Linked DNA regions of Anser cygnoides: regions 2, 3 and 4 are each linked to region 1. A link is a contact called in public Hi-C data. All regions are on one chromosome and are shown on one strand. Each heading gives the region's core, a stretch centred on a gene start, on an enhancer-like site or on the middle of the called end of the contact. The rest is flanking DNA. Distances are from core to core; before and after follow the strand shown.

Evidence for each region. Hi-C and Micro-C count contacts between places; a contact is called where the count stands out from the background.
Region 2: a contact with region 1 is called in a Hi-C map of liver, with 4 times the contacts expected there. The contact joins two enhancer-like sites. A contact is called at or near these places in 2 of 7 Hi-C or Micro-C datasets (both in liver).
Region 3: a contact with region 1 is called in a Hi-C map of liver, with 3 times the contacts expected there. The contact joins two enhancer-like sites. A contact is called at or near these places in 2 of 7 Hi-C or Micro-C datasets (both in liver).
Region 4: a Hi-C map of liver shows a contact between it and region 1, with 2.2 times the contacts expected there. The contact joins two enhancer-like sites. A contact is called at or near these places in 2 of 7 Hi-C or Micro-C datasets (both in liver).

The regions. Positions count from the first base shown.
Region 1 is chr3:34,191,455-34,195,115 of Taihu_goose_T2T_genome, reverse strand. LOC125184894 (a long non-coding RNA gene) reads right to left here. Exons shown (of 2, transcript XR_007169513.2): 2 at 1,972-3,661. Among named protein-coding and RNA genes, the nearest start is that of VEGFA, 68 kb to the left of the region's middle. Within about 2 kb of position 2,210, at least 1 of the 3 cell types and tissues checked has open chromatin away from gene starts, as enhancers often do. A contact at or near this core is called in liver, where this site is marked.
Region 2 is chr3:34,037,835-34,041,469 of Taihu_goose_T2T_genome, reverse strand. No RefSeq gene overlaps it. Among named protein-coding and RNA genes, the nearest start is that of TMEM63B, 110 kb to the right of the region's middle. Within about 2 kb of position 2,364, at least 2 of the 3 cell types and tissues checked have open chromatin away from gene starts, as enhancers often do. A contact at or near this core is called in liver, where this site is marked.
Region 3 is chr3:34,006,858-34,010,341 of Taihu_goose_T2T_genome, reverse strand. No RefSeq gene overlaps it. Among named protein-coding and RNA genes, the nearest start is that of TMEM63B, 77 kb to the right of the region's middle. Within about 2 kb of position 1,816, at least 3 of the 3 cell types and tissues checked have open chromatin away from gene starts, as enhancers often do. A contact at or near this core is called in liver, where this site is marked.
Region 4 is chr3:34,325,031-34,328,754 of Taihu_goose_T2T_genome, reverse strand. No RefSeq gene overlaps it. Among named protein-coding and RNA genes, the nearest start is that of MRPS18A, 46 kb to the left of the region's middle. Within about 2 kb of position 1,939, at least 2 of the 3 cell types and tissues checked have open chromatin away from gene starts, as enhancers often do. A contact at or near this core is called in liver, where this site is marked.

The sequences.
Region 1 (3,661 bases), core at 961-3,460:
ATGAGTGGAACGGAGAGCATCAGATTCTTCCTTTTCCAGAGGGGGAGTTGCGGCGTGGGCAGCTGAAATTGTTTCCGATGTGTCACAGGGGAAATGTGTGTCTCAGTGTCATGAAGGGCCTCTGCAATGGGAACTAAACACCTACCTTCCCAGTACCGGTCTGCTGATTTCTCCAGAAGGTGTTTCTCCAGCCCCTGCCCAGGCCATGACACATCTCTCTTCCTTTCCTCTCTTTGTTCCCTCAACACCTGAGGTACTGATGTGGGAGACCTTTCCAATGGCTTGGTTGGGCTGGGTTACCTTCGCGTTCTGTCTCAGAAACACACACATGCCCAGGAGGTTTCTCAGACCATACAATGATTAAAGTACTCACGCCACTCGATCCAGGCAGCTGTTTACTGGTTGCTTCTAAGGTTTGTGTGCATTCTCTTAGCACTAATGACTAGAAAGGTGAGAGCATACCATTGCTCTAATCCCTTCGTCCACTGGACCTAGAACCCCAGCCTCAGGCAGAAGGGAATTATAATAAAGCCATAGGTGATGCATTCTGATATCCTAAAGATATATTGTTGCTGTCCTGAAAAATCTAGTTGTGCTCAGTGAGGCGTGTGAATTGCTGCTGTTATCCTGGATTCTTGACAGACTTTATGACCAGAAGAGAACTATTGGATTTACAATATAAAAATAAGGTAACGATAACACCAGGAAAAAGCATTTGCAAAATAACCTGCATTCTACATCTCACAAATAAGTAAATAAATAACTCTTGGAATTATGATTGGGAATAGTAGTTCTTGAGACTTGTGGAAAGGATGGAAAGAGAAGCCAGATGAGTCAAAACTCAAGGTGGGACCATGCTGTTCTCCTCACTGAGGGAAAGCCAAAAAAATCAACTTTCAAGAACCAAATTTTTGCACTGTCCATTGGACATTCTGCAAAATGTGATATGTGCAATATTTGTGAATGATGCTTCTCCTTTTTATTTTTTATTTTTTATTTTTTTGTAAAAATATTTCTTTAAACAGTAATTTAGTGCCTCAGAGACCTCAACTCTATATAATGCAAGGAACCAAAGGAGACTTATAGTCCTGAGGGTTTCTGGAAGCCATATGAATGTATAGCATCTCAGAAATAGCTCAGCTTTCTGACAGACAACATGCTACCCTTGGATGTGTGTCTTCAGCTGTGCAAAATAAAAAAGTAGAGAGTCATCATCTACTACTACTAGGATCCTTTTCTAAAGGACTCTCTTTAGAAAGCCCGTTATGGGATATCAAAAGGGGTTCCCACATGGTTTTAGATGCTCATGACACCTGGAAGGCTCCAGCACAAGTGGGTTTAGCAGACTGTGTCTGGATGTTCTTGTTTTTTTCAGGGGCTCAAGTGACAGCAGCAATAAAGACACAACCTTTTTCATGCCCAAATTGTCTGGCCTAAAGCTGGCTGTGGGCTGCTGCTCTCAGACCTCCTGCTGCAGTATAGCTACAACCTAAGCCTACGCTCTCTTTGCCACCCCTAGGTCTGGCTGTACTGCCCCAGCTCATGTAGATGTTTACCAACTGCTGATCTCTGCTGAAGTCATTGCTCAAATACCTGGACAGATGTTGGGTTGGGGTGAGACACTCCCTGAACATATGTGGGTTATAGGTGAAAAGTGTGTCTTGCATGGCCTTGCTTGTTACCATCTTATTGTCAACAGTGAATCCTTTGTTATCTTTTAAAATAAATATTTCTCTTGGATTTAAATCTACTCTGGAAAGTCTGTGCCTTTCCCAGTCAGAGGAAGCATCTGACAGCCTCCCATGTGTTGTGAAACTAGCTCTTTTCCTATGGCTGCTTCCATGGTTTGGAGTGGCTAAATCTTCTCCGTTCCTCAGCCATGGTGGCTGTGTCTGGCACCGAACAACTATTTAGACTTATTTTGCCCAGTAAAACTGAGGTTGCAAAGCAGGATGGGAAATAGGACTCTAGTCCAGAAATAAATCAGTTTATGTCAACAGACTTAACTCTTCGTGGTCACTTCTTTGTTCATCTGAGTCTGCCTGAACTAGGATTTTAATCACAAAAAAACTTGGAATATAGAGGGGGAAATGCTGGAAGAGCTAAGGATCTCAAAAGATTCCCACTGCGTGCACCTTACCCCAGGAAAGAAAAACCCACAGTAAGGCACTTTACTCTGTTTAGCTACAACTATTTAAATGTTGGGTGCAGGACCTTTGTACAAACACTGTGCAAGCTTGCAGGAAAGTGCATAGCTTTTCTTTGCAAAGCTGACAGTCTAAATGCAAAGAGGCAGAAGCAGTGGGAAGGGATTTTCATGTAGCCAGTCTGTGCCTGAGTTCCTCTTTTCCAGACCCCCTTATGCCTAATTGCTCCCTCTTGATCATCATGGAGGGGAGAACTCTGATTAAGCTAGGGAACTGGCAAAGTCTGAGGTTAAATTGAGAAATGAGATGATGGGAACAGTGATTTTGGTTAGAGAATCATAGACCCACTTCTTGAATTATCATTGCCTATTTATGTGCCATTATTTCTAACAAACTCTTGTTTCAGCCAAATATTTTCTCTTTGTATGCTCCAGACAACACTTTCTAATCCATGTTTGTTTTATTGTGTGGCTTCAGTTTTTTGTTTTTGTTTTTGTTTTTGTTTTTTTCTTCCCTGCGCATGATTACACTTATAATCACCTGGTATAAAGATATGGTCAAGGACAAAGGGAAAGCAGAGAAACATTCCCCATGGACAGTCTCAGAAGCTGCTCAGGGGTGAGTGCTGAGGTTCTGCAAAATCACACTGTGGCAACAGCGAGCAGAGCAGTCGCTATTTTGCAATATACTGACGTGACAGTGATCACTAACTGGCATTCACTTAGGCTCTTCACGCTGCATTATTGTGTGAGATGTCGTTATCTGGCAGTGACATTCATCTGACTACACACACCCTACATGTTCACAAGCTGGCTCCAAAGGAGGGAGGGTTGGTTTATTTTAATATGTCATGGTGAATATTTCAGCTGTCACTCTAGGGAAACTGTGTGCTCACACTTAAGGATGGCCTCACATGTCCCCTGCGCTCTGGCAGATCATGCAGATCACACAAGTAACATCAGGGACAATGTTTGATGTGGCAGCGGTTGATGCCCACAGAATTTATGAGACCGAGGTCTCTGTTTCACAGTACAAGGCACAGGTGCACTGTTCCAGATGATGCTGGTGGAGAAGTCATCCCAAGCACGGGACTCCTTCTGTGGTGATACTGACGTACAGACCTGCTGCATCATCTGCATTCAGCAGCCTAGGCAGGAATGTGGCAGGATTGGGCTCTGGGAGAGGAGCTGGTGTAAGGATAACCCATCGTGCCTATTGCAGGCCTTTTGTGTGAGCCAGCTGTGCTGGAGGAATAAGAGATGCCGCAATGTGTGACCTTGCCACTCTAGGTTGCAGAGCATGCTTTTTGTTATAGAGGGGTTTTAGACCTCTCATTCCTAGGCTCACTGAGCCCCTACGGTCGTAGGAGAACACCTTTACTTCCACATGCCCTATTGCTCCATCTTTCCTGGGAGATGGGAACAGAAACCCCCTCAGCCTGCAGATAGCGTTGACACCAGGTCTCATGTGCTCTGATCAACACTGGGCGGAGGCAGCACCTTCATGAGCAGCCA
Region 2 (3,635 bases), core at 1,115-3,614, 150 kb after region 1:
TGATCAAACCAAATAGACTGGCTTGCACCTCACTGCTGCAGCCTCTGCCAGCCACCCCGGGCTTGATGTAGCAGACAACAGTGCTGGTTTTGGGAAAAGAAAAGCATGAAGGGGAGCTAGCTTGGAAGCCCACAGACAAGCTGCAAATGCACATATGGGCAGCAGAAATTTATCCCCACAACCTTTCCCATGGGGCAACCTCCAGGTGAGCTGCAGGAAAATGATGCCAACAGAGATGTCAGCAAGGAACCTTTGCTAACACCTGTGGCAAGGTCTGTGTGCTTTCACAGAGCTGGTCGGGACTGAGGTGTAACTAGGGCTAAAGATCACAGGATCAATTTCACAGAATGGTTGAGGTAGGAAGTGACCTCTAGAGGTCATCTTGTCCAACCCCCCCTGCTCAGGCTGGCCCCATGGAGGAGGCTGCAGCTTTGCGTGGCTGAGCTGGATTCTGTCCTCTTCCCTCCCTTACAGTGCAGCAGCCGCAGAGCTGCTCAGAACAGCCCAACGTGTCAGATGTTGGAGCCTGAATGCAGGTTCCAAAATGAGCATAGAACAGCCCGTTTCAGAAGCTTGCTGCGTCTGGATGAATGGCATTAGACATCCTTAGAGCTATTTAAAACAATTTCCAGCTGCCTAACATTGGCTCTTGGAGCCAGCTTTGAGGTGAGGAGGTTTGAAAAGTTTGGTTTCACTTGTTAGCAAGTCCTCCAGTTCATACCCACTGAAGAAAAGGGACTAGCAAAATTTAGGGAGGCTAGAGCAGAAAACAATAGAGACAGCAAAACTGGCCTGTTAGCAGATTTCCACCCATTTTTTTGTAAGCCTGTAAATAAATGTCTCCATAATGCTGCTGTTTGTTTTTAGCCTTCCTGAAAATGCTCCTCCTACTTTTTTTTTTTTTTTTTTTAACGTCTATTTGCAGTCCCTCTAAGTACATTATTTTGTTACAGGATATCTATTCTGAACTGAAGAAAGGTTATGCTCCACGGCCACGTGGCAAGACACTCAAGACAGCTCTGTCAGGGTCTAGAATACAGTGGATGGTGGCACTGGATTATGGATTGTGGCACAAACTGAACGAACATGGAAACAGAAATGCCTATAGGATGGTGTTTCCTTTTGTCCATCAGGTGTGTTCTGCTTTCAGAAACAGCGGACATGGAAGGTCAAACGGTTCATTTAATTCTTGGGACAAGAGGTCCTAACAAATTTATTTATTTTTTCCTCAGTGTAAAATTGAGAAGTCTTTTCCTGTAGCAGTTTTGTACAACTTTTAGTTTATATTCATCTGCATTCAGATGAATTCAGGGATGTTTTGAGACACTGAGCTTCATATATCATCGGATTTCTCCCGGCTATGTAGAGTGCAGGGCCTGTATGAGTGTTCTCCATACCCAGGTGAGCACTTCTCCCAGACTGTCTATTGATGCCAGCCATCAGTTGAGAGGCCTGCAGTGCTCCCCATGTGAATGCAGGTCTCTTCTTCATTTCTGCATTCAGGAAACCCTGACCTCTTCCCTAAACTCTTCTAAAATAAGTCCACACTCACTTCTTCCCATCCGAGCCTGGAGGAATCTGTATTCAACACCAAAGCAGCCAGTGATAGCTAGTTCAGTCCTCATGTCTAAATTTATTATTTTTTTTTCTTTTGATTTCCCTGGAAATGAGGAGGCTGGGAACATGGAGAGCTGGAACATCTGGCAGCCATCCCTCTGGCAGCCACCTTTGCTGCTGGCAGGACTCCATCTGCTTGGCCACGGCCCACGGTGCCCATGGATGGGTCACAGAAACCCCACTGTCAGGGAAGCTCCTCGGCTGCTGCCAACAGCCCCATCCCATTCATTTCTACCTGTTGCTGTGCTGCATTTGTGGTGCACACCTCTACCTTAGGAGGAATTCACTCTCTCAGTGCAGCTTCACAAGGCAGAGTTTCTAAGGTCTATTTGTTCTGGGGCAACAGCACCAGTGTGTCTCACTGATATTTCACGCTGTTCAGAAAGGACAAGTCAGCTGGCTGCAAGAAGCAGGAGCTGGAGCCCCTGAGACCGTGCCGGGCGCCTGGAAGGAGGAGGAGCAGTGGCAGCAGCCAGCATAGTGATGAAGGAGGAGGGACCCAAGGCCAGCTCGGTGCTTTGAAGGAGGAAGAACACATCAGAGGAGTCTGAGACAGCTGGAGACGACCTGCTCCAAGGGAGGGGTTTGAATGTCAGCCTTCCCTTGGAAACCCAGGAGACGTGAGCAGCGGCAGCACCCAGCTGGCCTGGGGAACAGACTACTTCTTTCAAGTTCTTTCTGCTTCCATAAACCAAGCTGAGTGGATGTTGCCCAAAGACCTCAGCAGGACAGTTCTTGCAAGCCACCCTCGTGATATTCTCCAGGCACCTCTGCCCAACAAAAACCTGTCATTTGGCCTAAACAAGATGAATGAGTTTGTACCTCCCAGGCCTCTAATTCCTTGCAGTCCCATCTGATCAGTTTACTAATAGATACCCGTATCTGAACTCTATTTTCTTCAGACAGTTTCACTGGCAGGGAGGAGAGGTCCTCATGACAGAGGACCCTTGTGTGGGTCCGTGGTGGCATGCTGAACTCAGTATTTTATGAGTTATTCTCATGTGAATTCCTCCTTACTCCCAGAGGAGGAAGTGGCACAAAATCAATGGTACAGATCGATACCTGTACTGATGTATTTCCTGGTGACAGGCCAGATGGCCAATTGACGGTAAACAAAGTCTGAACAAAGTCTGGGCACAGCAAGAGTTTCCAGATGGGAACCAGAAGTTTAGAGCTCATCAGAGCCATCTCCACACACACATTACACGCACCAAATAAACACTAATAAATGATTAACAGAGCTGTTGTGCATTAGCCTCAAGCTTGTGGATCCCTCCCACTATTTCTGGATAATTTCAAAAAAAGGCAGATGATAGGGAATTCTTCTTCGTTTGGAGAAATTAATTAGATGTTCAGCTCTCTGTGGACTTCATACAATCCTGAGAACCCTGTTTGCCCCTCCCCAGATGCTTCAGACTGCAGATCAGTCCTTTCAGTTAAAGGCTGCTCAAGGGCAGTTCCCTTCAAAGTCCATCCAAAGTCTTAAGCATTCAAATCTTCCCTGAGGCCCTACAGAGTAATGCAGTAATCTCTTTCTTCGTTCTGTGAACTGAAAGATCTTTATCTTCAGAGTTCTCAGTTCTGCATGCTATGGGAAAAAGAGATGAGACCTGGGGATGGAAGCTATTGTTTATAATGTAGAGCTGATACAAAGAAATAACTTGGGTTTCTCGCCTTCTTGAGACCTTACTCCTGCATTTCCTCTTTCCCTTCACTTCCTGGTATCTTTCACCTGCAGATAATCTGGATATTCACCTTCCACTTCTGCCTCTGTCAGGCCCATAACACACTGACGGGAAGGAAGGTTCATCCCTTGGAAAACTTCCATCTATTTTGTCAGGCAGCATCTCTAACTTTCAATAATAGCCTGAAACCAGTGGGACCAGTGGGACATATCCAGTGGGACATATCCAGCTATGTCCAGATATAGCACAAGCTGACACAAGTGTCTGGAGCTGAAGTTGGTCTTGCCTGTACTGTAACGACTGGGGTCTTCATAGCCTCCTTCTTGACCATGA
Region 3 (3,484 bases), core at 567-3,066, 180 kb after region 1:
TCCCCAGCCTGTGGGGCAGATGGACAGGGAAGTCCTGGCTTGCAGACATGCCAGACACCCTGGAGCTCTCACCTCTCAGTGAGGGTGCACTCACTTTTGGGTACCCAGATGCCAGTCTCATTGAAGATGATATGATCAGAGAAAAGCAGATACTATGGGAAGCACCTAATACCATTTGTCATGTTTTCAGGCCTGTAATAATGAATTAGAGCTCTTTGCTTGTATTCAGACCAGGCCTGCCTGGTCCTGCAACTCCTGCCAGTTTCTGAATGGACCGTGACCTAGGAAGCTTCTCAGCAGCTCCAGAACAGGTCCCTGGGAGAAAACATAGACAGCATGCCACTGAGCCATTTCCTATGAGAGCTGGGCAGAGAAACAAAGGAGCTTTTTCTTCCATGGGAAAATGCCAAATCATCAAAACCTACATTTTTCACAGGGGCACATCAGTTCTGATGACATTTCCAGGAAGACATTTCTCTGATGCAGGATAGAAAGCAGGTGGTTATTTCTATTTTGGAGGAGGGCAGAGAAATGAAGGAGATGGACAAGGAAAAAAAGGCTACAGTCAATCCACTGGCCAGGCGATGTGAGAAACAGCTCAAGGATTGCTCTGCCTGATCCAGAACTAGGGCTGGATCTGTTCAGTAGTACACTGAGCAAACACCTGTCTGTGAGAGAATAGCTGTAGGGGAGAAGGGGAAAGGTGTCTACTTTTTGCAAGACGTGTTTGAAAAGGCCCAGGTTCATCTCGTTTCAGAATAGCAGTTATGACACCCTGCAAATGTCTGTACATGAAGACTCATCTCTAGCCAGACATATGGTTTGAATTCCTCTACACCTCATCTGCATCCTTCCAGCTCACCAATTAGCAGCAGCATCTTTACTGTATGTCAGGATTGTGTCCCTGCAGGGACCAAACGCCCTGGGACATGAAGTGAGTCCTCTCCTCCAGTTAGAACACCATTTCCTTTCTTTCTTGCACAGAAACTTTCCTCTTTATCAGCCACGCTCTGCCATGCAAGTGTGGAGCAGGCTCTCAGCTAGGAGAACACTGACTTCCCATGTGCTCTGGTGACTTACCCCAGTGGAGGACCTTGCCCTCTGGTGCACAGCTAGGATGCTCCCCCCCAGCACTCAGCCCTTTCTGGATCAAGCCTAGAGAAGCGCTGCAAATTCCCATCCCAATCAGTCAGAAATGTGTCAAGCTGATGCTGCAATACCCACCCAGTACACAAATGCTGCTCTTCAGGGTCACTCTCTCCCCCCAGCAGGTCTGGCCCTGTCCTGCAGACCCTTGCTGCTGGGTGAAACACATTTTCTTTTGGCACACAGATGCCTTTGTTCAGCTGGCTCTGCTCTTTTACAGGGATCGTCCACAGCCCTGCAGCTCACTCCGAGCTCCCTTCCTTCTTGGTGCCGCTGGAAGCATGGCCTTTTCTGGTTCATTTACACCAAGGCTCAATTCAAAAGGGACCAGATGTGTATTTTTTTTTCAGTGGGCCAGGCTTTGGTAAAGCGGAAATCCTCCCCTGGTGTGGCAGGTCTGTTCTCCTAACAGGTAGCCATTTCAATGGCTGGTAGGGATATTCATTCCTCCTTGCATGTGACTGGGAGCCTTAATTCCTGGGAGGGAAGAGCCCAGCTTGAGTTGCACGCTCCACAGTGCTACAGGCCTTTGAAACTGCATTTTCTAGTCCTTCAGCTTCTCAAAGGCTCTGAGAGGCCAAAATTTAAAGCAGGTCTGTGCTCTAGTGAGTAACTGATGTAATTACGCTCACTTGTTACAAGGGGAAGCTTTCACAAGAGGGGGAGGCGGTGGCCCCTCGCCAGGAGGTGTGTCCTCGATGACAAGCTGTGGAGCCAATCGCAGGCCCGAAAGATCATCACATTCATACCAAAAAGAAAAGAAACTGCCCTAGGGTATTTATATTGAGGAAGGAAAAAAAAAAAAAAAAGAGTTGGCAAAGAAAGAGAAAAAGAGACTGAGAACCTGCAACTTTGTTAACTAACTCTGCAGCTGAATTCAAAAAAGCCAGGCTGGTCCCCCTGCAAATCTTGCTTCCCATCCCCTTCCCTCCCTCGAAGCATCTCTGGAAACCTCTCTGTAAGCTGGAGTGAAAAGTTCAGCTGCCCGCAGTGGTCCTGCTCTCCTCCTGGCTGGCCACCTGGTAAGCCCGGGGGGCTGCCCACCCAGGCCTGGCCCTCGGGAGGGCAGGGTGGGCAGTGGTCCTCCATCGGAGGTCTCTGGCACCCATGGGGCAGGCAGGAGCCCCGCGGGTTAATGATTACCTTCACAGCCCCGAGCACAGTGGCATGGGCTCCTGGCTCCCTGTATCTACGTTAAACAGCTGGGGAAAGAGAAGGCAAGTTTAGCTTTAACCAAGGGGTAAACGGTCAGCATTTACAAATGCTGAACCACCAAAAACTAGCCAGTCAGAGGTTATTTATTCCACTTACACAAGAGGACCGTGCAGTCCAAAGGATGAGGGGCCTGTATGGGTGTAGAAAGCCTGTTTTCTGCCACCGGCCAGCTGGATGAAGCCGGGGGGGAAAGCGCTTCCTCTCCCCGTGCTGCCTCCCTTCCCTGCCCTTTTTGGTGCCGTTTCTGTTTGGACGGCGTGTTCCCCGGAGTACAGGCTGTCTCCAACCGCGCTTGTGTGGAGACGCTCACAATGGAGCTGTAACCTAACCTCGGTGTGAACGTACTGCCATTAATAATAATAAAAATGCCCATCACTGTAGGGCGGCCGCGAACAGCCAGCCCAAGGCTTCCCTTGCAGGCAGGCTGCCGAGGAACAACTAACTCATGGGGCAGGGTGCTGAGGCAAGCCTCCCCGTCGTGGCCACCGGCTCCAGCTCCCGGTGGCCGCGTGTCGCGGGGCTGATGGCAGAGGAAGACACGAAGCCGGAGCCATCCGCCCCGGCCTCACACCTCGCCCCGCAGCGGGCGGTGGAGGTGGCGGGGCGCCATGCCAAGGTGCCACAAGCCCCCTCATGGAGACACCATGCCCGCAGGCGTCGCCGAGGGGCCGGGCCGGGCTAAGGAGCGGGGCTGCCCTGCCACCTGCCGGCAGAGCCCGGCTCGGCGCCTCGTGGGCCCGGGCATGGCCGGGGAGCCCCCGGGGAGCACCCGGGAGAGGGGTGGTGGGGCCGGGGTGCTGCCCGGGCTGGCCCCCAAAGGCCCGCCATGCCCGTCCATCTTGTCGCCCACACCGTGGCACTTGGCTGCGGGTCCCAAGGGAATGGCAGCGGAACCGAGCCCCAGAGCTGGTGCAGAGAGCGGCCTGGCAGAGGCCGTGCCACGCCGCAGAGCTCACGGGGAAGGCTTGGTTTTTTTCCCTGCGATTGTTGGTAGTGCTGTGCTTTCAGCACTGCGCCTTTGTTCCCTCTCCTCCCCACCTACCACACAATCGTCCGACTGTGCGGCAGCACTCGCGGCTCTGGCCGCCGAGCCCCTCCCCTTGCAAAAAACACGAGACCGAAG
Region 4 (3,724 bases), core at 690-3,189, 130 kb before region 1:
GACAATCGCCTGAGCATCTTCATGCTATGATTGAGGTGGTTCCTGATGTTCTGGGCTCTCTTGGGGTCTTCCATGAGAGTTGGGACATTTCCCCATGGAGGGACTGGTAGGCGTCCTCTCAGCCGGTCTGTGCCCCTGCTCAGCTATAGCCCCATGAGGAAACTGCAGGCATGGCATACACCTGACAAAATTTGTAGCTCTTTGTACAGAGATACTGTGAATTACCTTCAACCATTTCAAACAATAGAATCTTGGGCAGGGAAGAAACCAAAGGCAAAAACTGTACCTTCCTTAAGTAAATATTGCAGCCACGCAGCTCTGCATGCAGATCAGGGTCTGCACACAACCAGGCCGTGGCTGGCTGGGGTCTCCTACGGGTGACAGGATGTCCTGCCGGGGCATCTTCCTGGATGGGACTTCCTTGGCATGATGCCTTGGTGGCTTTGGAGCCCACCACGGCTACGACACATGGCATTGCCACCACCAGCAGGACCTGAGTGCCCAGGCTCTGCTGCCAAAAGCACGAGAGATGGCTGTGGCCTGGCGAACTGGGAGAGCGAAGCCTGGCTGCTGCTTCCTGAAGGCCTCTGCCACTGGAGGGGGACAGAGCACCTCTCTGCGCAGGTAGGTCCCCCCGCACCCTTCCCAGAGGAGACCCTCCCATGCCGCAGGGCTTCCACCCAGTTCAGCCCGGTGGATGGGCCACTGCTTGCACTGCCGCACCCTGGAGTGGGTCATCGCGGGATTGCGCTGCTAGCAGAGGAGGGGAGCCATTTGGCAAGAAGGGAGCATTTCACACAATAGCAATGAGTCCACTGGCAGCTCAACACCGCCAAGCCTGCCACCACGGGTGTCGCAGCACGTCCGGGGAGAGGAGATGCACAGGAGCCCAGTGGGGGTCAGGAGCTCTCTGGAGATGGGCCTGGGTGTTTAGGTGCTGCCTCTAAACCCCTTCATGTTTCAGATGTGCTCCTGATGTTCTCTTATATCCAGCTGCTTTGGATGGGCCATTCCCATCTCCATCTTTTCCATCAGCCTAGGGCTTGAACTGCTCAAGCTGGTGCAGTGCCCTGGCCCATGCCTGATGGTTTCTGCAGACCACAGGGACACAAATACAGCGGGGATGGAGGCAGAGGGGCTGCACCAGCCGGGCTCAATGCCATGCCAGGCTGCCCGGCACCACCTGCACAAGGTACCATATGGGGACACCAACAGTGGGATGGGCACATGGCTCTGAAATGGCACATTTTTGATGACTTACTGTGGCAGGATGGTGCTGGCTCCCACAACGCCAGGGGATGTGTGGCGGGGAGCTCACTGAGGAGAGATGGTTCCTGCTCTGGGTGGCCAGGTGAGCAGCTCATGCCTTGTACTCTCATGGAGCCCTGGTGCCAATGTTCTGTCATAATGATGGCTGGTGATGATGGCAACACGGACCTGGGTGGCAGCTCTGCCCCCGCATTTTGGGAGGGTGTCGTGAGCTGGAAGAGGTGGCTTCCACAGCAGGGTACCCCAAGGAGCAGGCACCTTTCTCCTGGCCAGCTTGCTCCGGCCGACGAGACCTGATCGATGAATGAAGCCGGGGCCTGGCACGCTGTCAGGAGCAGGCTGCATTGTGCAACAGTGCGTGATGCAACTGAACTTTACATAACCTGATGCAACACCTATGGCTGGAGTTTAAAGCAGCAGGTCCTGGATGGCTGCAGTATGGTGTACATACCTCCTCCTGCATGCACACATGTGAGGTCAGCTGGTGGGAGCGGACAGCAGCACTGCTCCAGGCAGCTCAGGCTTTGCTCTTGGGTTTGAAATCACTGCAAACAAACAAACAACTGTGGCTCGTGAGAGGTGAGTAGACCACGAGCAGAGGCAAGAGCCGGGCACATTGCAAACAGCAGCTGTGGAAATGTCCTCCCTGCAGCTCAGCCCATGTTCTTCATTCCCACCTGCAGCTAATCCTGTCCGAAGTCTCTTTCCTCACTCATGTCCCGCAGCTCCCGAAGCCTGCTGGAGCTGGGGTACCTCAGTCTCCATTTGCAGCCCCTCACCCCCAGATGCTCCTTGCACAGCATCTTCCACCAGGCTAAATCATGATTTTGAGCTCAGTGCTGTGTTAGGCAGCCTTGAGGCTCTGCAGATCTGATGCTTAACCTGGTGCCTTGGGGAAGGCGGCAGTACCCCTTTCCTGGGGCAAGACACCAATGCTCTTTAATATAGCATGAGGCAAGGCATCACCCTAAATCTGCCCATGGCCTGACATCTGCTGCTGTCTGTCCTGAACCTCAGGCCAAAGTAATTCCTCATCTTTTCTCTGACATTTATCATATTTAAGCTAAAAGAAAACAGAGGGCGGTTGCTGGCCTGCTGTTTTCTGTACAAGCAGTGAGAGTTTGCAGCTGTTGGGAGGTCTGGCGTGTGTGTGGTGCCCGAGCAAGGCAGGGGGAGCAGGGGCACGCCGGGGAGGGATGATGAGCCCCAGAAACAAGCCGGTCATGACAGCCATGGTGGGGTGGTCCTGCCATGCCCCTCACTGCCGTAGCATCACGCCAGTCCAGGCTGCAACACTGCCACCAGGAGCAACGTACTTGGGTTTTAGGAAGCCCTTCTGGGACGAGGCAAGAGAAAGCATCGGAGCCCAGAGGGAGCCAGATTGTCTTTCTGTGTGAGGATCAGCCTGGCACGACCCCAAGTATCACCTGCCTTTCCCTTCCCCCTGCAGAGGAAGCTAATCCTGGGCACTGGTGTCGCTGCCAAGTTTGCATGGAAAATGCCACCAGCAGGAGCCAAGCAGCAACCACTGAAACCGAACTGGGAGGGGACGGCGATACAAGCTGGTATCCCCTTCCTGACGTGACTCCTACCTGTGAGTCACCGTGGCCTCAGTACCTTTCCAGCCATGCTGCTGCGCCCGCAGCTGGTGCTCGAGTGCCTGACTCTGGTGAGGTGAAGCCTTTCAGCTTTCTGAGCCAGGCCCTCATGATGTAACACTGCAGGTGAATTTCCACAGCTCTGCCAGAACACAGAGTGGGGCTGGGAGATGGTAAAAATGCCTTTCCCCAGCCTGGTGCCTGGACTGTCCTTCCATCTCCCTTCCCAAAAGGTACCTTTTTATGCGTTCCCCATCCCACCCTCCAAAAGCGGTGCTCTGGGGCTGGAGAGACTGTGCTGGTGGTAAAGGGGGTTATGGCATGGCCCTTCAGGGCTGCAGCAACACCTCCAACCACTTACACACAACAGCCTGTGTGCCCGAGCTCCAGCCAGAGAGGATTTACAACACAAAACCATCAGCTGATGCAGAGATCAACCGGTGCTGCAATCGGGTCACAGATACTCTAAATCAAACCAGATCTTTACATCCTGGAGCTGCACAGCCTGCAGGGAGCAAATAAATGGTTAAGAAGACAGGCTGAAGTGCCAAACGAGAAAGCAAAGTTTGCTCCACGCTCGTGGCCAGGATGTAGTGGGAGAAGCTGCTGTGTGTATGCAGCACGCGCTCATCCGTGACCGTGTGGCTCTTCGTGTTATGTCTGAGAAGGAAAGCAAAACAAGAAATGGTGACCAGGGTGGGATTATAATCCAGGAATACCGTGACTGCTGAAAAACCGAGGAGGAAACCACAGGCTAGTAGCTGCTGTTAAACTAGCTGGTGGAACGCTTGCCGAGATGGCGGAAATTTTCCCAGCCCCTCTCTCCATAAAGGCAGTGGTGATAGTGATGCATTTGA